2 separate regions of the Arabidopsis thaliana genome follow, and region 1 is linked to region 2. The links are chromatin contacts, called in public capture Hi-C maps. All regions are on one chromosome and are shown on one strand. The core of a region is the stretch at or near the end of the contact, and the rest is flanking DNA. Distances in the headings are between cores, read along the strand shown. Region 1 holds the start of JR1 (Mannose-binding lectin superfamily protein). Region 2 holds the start of ABCG29 (pleiotropic drug resistance 1).

Region 1 (2,700 bases), core at 47-2,546, 60 kb after region 2:
AAAATCAATATAACGATTTTGTGAAAGAAAGAAAAAAGGAGTACATTAAAGGGAAGGAAGAAACACCTTTGAGTGTGAGAAATGGAGATGAAGATGGAATATGAATGAGTTAATCTTGGGATTTTGTATATATACTATATAGTATATATAAAACATTTTTGAATACGAACATTAAATTCTCTTTTCATCCAATACTAACCACTTTTTTTTTCTGCCAATACTAACCACTTTTTCTTTTCTTTTTGAGAGACTTTATATTCAACCAACTCGTGCTTCACGAGGGATGGAAGCTTTGATTAGTTAGGACTTAGGAACTTGTATTAATCTAAATATCTTTTTTTTTTTAAAATTGAATCTACCTTACAACATAAAATTTGTAAAGAGAATTCCAAAATTCCAAAAAAAATCACCTAAAATTTTAAAATCGTGAAAGCAGCATCGTAAAGATGTTCTCTTCTGTTTTTTTTTTTTTTTTTTAACTCTCTTTTGAATATTGGATTAGAGATTTTCACAGTGTCGTAGATTCTTCGTAGAGTCTGTTATGAGTTGACATTTACCATAGGAATTGCATTATCGTGAGAAGGTTAAATGATAAATTGACATTTATAAATTCTCAAAATGTAGGTTATGAGTTGTCAAAGAAATGTAGGCTATGAAAAAAAAAACTTACGTCTAAAAAAATGCAAAGTTAAGAAAGAAATACTCAAAGTTCGTGGCATTTGACCATCTCTCAGCTACACCTCAAATTATAGCTCATGAGAATGGCCCATGAATATGATTGTGGCTCCGTTAATCACGTGGTATTAAAACTCACACACGACCATTTCTCATCTGCCTCCAATTATAGCGAAACCGTTACAACTCGTTGTTCACGTGAGCATCAAAATGTGCATTACTCCTTTCAAGTTCGGCAAATCCTAATTATCCATTTTAATGGACTGCAGAGACTTTAATTAGAGCTTATAGAACTTTAAACATTTTGGTTTAAATCTTAAAATAGAAATTTAACCAATCTCAAATGATTTTTTTTTCTTTTCTTTTGGCATAAGTTTCATAACTCGATGATGAATGCTACGATAATATAGACATACAGTATGATGATTAGATGAAAACAGATAAAGAAGAAAAAGTGTATCGTACGCCCCACTCGGTGATAATGATTAATGAGACTATATATGAGAGTACCCAAATATGATTTTTTCCACTCATGAATCGTATTGCACTATTTCTGCATTATTAAGATAGACCCACATTTAACATTAGACCAAAAAAAAAAAAAGATAGACCCACACCACCTGTTATAGTATTTAGTATTTTTACACATCCACTAAACGACGACAATTGACAAAATCACACAAACCTTTCTCCTTTATTCATTTTTGTTTAATTCGGGTCCCTTGCTTTTTAGCATTCGGCTCTCATTCTTATCTTCCCATGGATGGATAGTCATAGTTATATAATACAGTTCAATTGAAGTTATGCAGTATATATATGCACCACACACGAGTCTTCTATATATGTGGATACTACGTTTCAAAATAATTCTATTAACTTAGAGAAGATAAACTTTCTTAGTACTTTTTTCGTTTCACTTTACACACACCTCAAAAAAATTCTTGTTTCATTTGTGACTGCATGTAAATGTCGTTACCTTACTTGAATTTTTACACAATGGTACGTGAAAAAGAAAAGAAAAAAAATATAATTGAGAGAAAATATAATAGGATCACACCACTACAATACATGGGCTTTAAATTCATCTTTTCTATATGTTATAATTTGGGCCAAGACTATTATATCATATGGGCCTATCAATGTAATTAGAAGCAATTGCCCGATCCAATAACCTTAATTAGGAAAAAAAATCGTTCCCTTCTCTCGTTTCTTTTCAGCTCTGACTCGGCCTCTATCTCTCTCCCGTCGTCAGCCACATTCACCGGTACTCATCTGACCAAGCTAGGGTTTCGCAGTCATCATCATGTACCGTACGGCAGCTTCTCGAGCCAAGGCCCTTAAGGTCAATGTCCTACTTCACTTGTTTCCATTGAGATTCTGGTTTTTTTAGGAGAATGCTTAGTATTGAACAATTTGTATGATTCATTGTTTTTGGATTTGGATTAAAGGGTCTCTTAGATTCTTATAGATCTTGATTCAATTTTATCGCTTTATAGTAGCTGGTGCCATTATTCATGCTTTTTGCAGGTTTATGAAATGTCTCTGTTTCGAAAGTTCTTATTTTTACAATGTTAATTGAATCAAGAGATTAATGATGCTTAGGATGTGTGTGTGTGTGTGTGTGTTTATAGGGCATTCTAAACCACAATTTTCGAGCTTCTCGTTATGCAAGTTCTAGTGCTGTTGCAACGAGCTCTTCTTCCTCCAGCTGGCTAAGTGGAGGCTACTCTAGTTCACTTCCTTCTATGAACATTCCCTTGGCTGGTGTCTCTCTTCCACCACCACTCTCTGACCATGTTGAGCCTAGCAAACTTAAGACCACTACTCTTCCAAATGGTCTGACTATAGCCACTGAGATGTCTCCGGTGAGAGCTTCTTTTAGTAATCCCAACATCAACTTCCTGTTAAAAACTACTGGAAAGTGATTTTGAGTGAAATTTTGTTCAGAATCCAGCAGCTTCCATTGGTTTATACGTTGACTGTGGTTCTATTTATGAGACTCCTCAATTCCGTGGAGCGACGCAC
Region 2 (2,700 bases), core at 138-2,637:
CAACTTGCCATATCGCAAATTAGTCCATAATCACCAAGGTAGGGAACGATTGTCTATCGATAAGTTATGATTGAAAGAAAAGGATTTCATGAAGAAAAAAAAACTTAATTTTTCTTCCAGAATCGTGACTTAGAATTTTTGTTAACACCGACGAATTTAGATAACAAAAGCTACTCCCTCATTGACTAAGCCAAGAAAGTTGAGTAGTTGACTAACAATGGGACTAATATTTTAGCAAAATCAATACAATTTTGGTAATTATTTTGGTTCATGAAAATGTTCAATTTTTTTGGTCTGAATTGTGGAATTCACGATTTATTTAGCCTTTTTGCGGTATATATAAAATTAAGATATTTTTATGTAACACTTTGTTTTATAAAGGATAAGCTTGTATAGTTTATATATAACGGCTAGTCATGCTCAAAGCCTTTATCATCTGTGGGCTTCACAATCTTATTTCTTCGACCCATTTGCTTCAAGCCTCAAACCAAAACTTGGCTGAGTTCTTCGAAAGCTCATTATTTCTTATATAGTAATTCTTTTACATAGTGTTGGAAAATGAAGTAAAAGAATATCGAAACTTGAACGCTTAGATGACGAATCTGTGACATTATGATTTCAAGTATCGACGTGTTTTATCAAAGTGAAAAGTTGTTAATGTTGGTGTTGGGTCCGTGAAAGCTCGAAGCCATGGAGATTAATTTCAAACACTTTTGACCTTTGAGCCTTGCAAGTTTGGTTTATTTGTTCAACGCCAGACACGTTTGCACAGATATGAGTTGGTGAGTGCAAATCCCATCATACCAACTAATATAAAGTTATACCATCAATGATATTCTATCGTGAAAAAATATGTAAAGTCTAATATCATTAAGTATCATTTATTAAAAGAATGAATTGAAGGGAAAAAAAAAAAAAAAGATAGGCAATCCACTAGTGTTCATAATGAAAGATGATGGTCGATGTAATATGTATACTAATATTATATCTCTAGCTTTGATCCTCAATAGTCAATATCTATAGTGTTTATAGTGTTTTAACAGCTTTTGTATAATGTTAACTGTGCAAAATACATGACATAAAATAAATGATTTTTTTTGGCTTTTATGTTATAAGTACTATTAGTTGGTTATCTGTTTTAAAGGTTTTTCCTTGAATTAGAGGATCAGATTTACATGCCCATAACAGAACCAAGCTGGTCACCAAATCCATCTTATGTAGTGGCATAACAGAACCAATCTTGGTCACCGAATACAGTAGTTTCACCTTTCTCTTTCTCCAAATATAATAAAAAACTTTTTTATTTTGTGCAAAATAAACTTTAGTGAGATATATTGAGCAAATATGTATATATATATAAAGATTTCTTGAGACGATATCTCTTTGCCTCTTTGGGTCATTGTTAATTCCATGTATCGATTTTTAGGGTTGAAGAGACTTGTTTGTAACTTTGACCAATTGTCTACTCTTTTTAGACCACAATGTTAGTAAGTATGTAGGTAGGACTTGTTTCGAATGTGATGATTTATTTAGGCCCAGACAAATTATTTACTAGACCCATTGTTGTTCTATTATTTACTGTTTGAAAGAAGTTGTTTTTGTCGTTGATTGTTTACTAGTATTTCAAAGAAAAGGGTATGCATAGTTTAAACTTCAAGGAAATCCCTTATATATAGTAAAATTAAAAGAAATTCCACAATTAGATTTCGTAATACAATTTTCTATAACAAAACCTAGTTAATTAGTCCACATGTCCTAGCTCTTACCCACTCAGCCCGCATATTCCTCACGCTTTCTTTTTATTTTCCGAAATTTTTTAAACGGCTACCAAATCAAAATGCATAAATAAACAAACCCTTCTCTTCTTTACCAATTCCCAAATCCACCAAAAAAAAAAAAATGGAGACGTTATCGAGAAGCCTAAGTAAGAGCTTAGGAGAGTTGTTAGCGAGTAATAGTAATAACCATTTCTCAAGGAGAAGCGGTTCAACGATAGATGATCACGATGAGGAAGCTCTTAAATGGGCTGCTCTCGAGAAACTTCCAACCTTTGCTCGTCTTCGTACCACTATCATTCATCCTCACGAAGATCTCGTCGACGTTACCAAGCTCGGTGTTGATGATCGCCAGAAGTTCATCGATTCTATCTTCAAAGTCACCGAGGAAGATAACGAGAAGTTCTTGAAAAAGTTTAGGAATCGAATCGACAGGTTTTTTATCCTAGTTTTCTAGTACTACTTTTTTTTTTCTTCTTGGGACAGAATATATTCTGATATAAATTTCTTGTTTTTGGAATTTTCTTTTTTTTTTTTTTTATGTGATGTTTGTAACATTTATGGCAGGGTGCGGATAAAGCTACCGACAGTGGAAGTGAGATTCGAGAAAGTAACGATAGAGGCGAATTGTCACATAGGAAAAAGAGCTCTTCCCACATTACCCAACGCTGCTTTAAACATTGCAGAGAGAGGTCTTCGTTTGCTTGGTTTTAACTTTACAAAAACCACTAAAGTCACTATTCTTAGAGACGTCTCCGGGATTATCAAACCTTCAAGGTTATTACTTAGAAACTTAAAATGTGTTTTTTTTTTTACATCATTTCGATGTTGATTATAATGTATGGTTTTGGTGGCAGAATGACACTTTTATTAGGTCCACCATCATCAGGGAAAACAACTCTTTTATTAGCGTTAGCTGGAAAAC

The links. Capture Hi-C pulls out chosen DNA fragments and counts their contacts.
Region 1: a capture Hi-C map of shoot shows a contact between it and region 2, with 2.6 times the contacts expected there. The contact joins the promoter of JR1 here to the promoter of ABCG29 in region 2. A contact is called at or near these places in 3 of 26 Hi-C or Micro-C datasets (leaf, root and rosette leaf) and 1 of 3 other capture datasets (shoot).

The regions. Positions count from the first base shown.
Region 1 is chr3:5,597,928-5,600,627 of TAIR10.1, forward strand. JR1 (Mannose-binding lectin superfamily protein) reads right to left here and starts at 1,297. Exons shown (of 5, transcript NM_001202984.2): 1 at 1,266-1,297; 2 at 67-481. MPPalpha (mitochondrial processing peptidase alpha subunit) reads left to right here and starts at 1,783. Exons shown (of 13, transcript NM_112519.4): 1 at 1,783-2,017; 2 at 2,307-2,540; 3 at 2,623-2,700. The coding sequence starts at 1,979.
Region 2 is chr3:5,537,998-5,540,697 of TAIR10.1, forward strand. It overlaps ABCG29 (pleiotropic drug resistance 1), which reads left to right and starts at 1,388. Exons shown (of 19, transcript NM_112505.4): 1 at 1,388-2,210; 2 at 2,343-2,552; 3 at 2,633-2,700. The coding sequence starts at 1,900.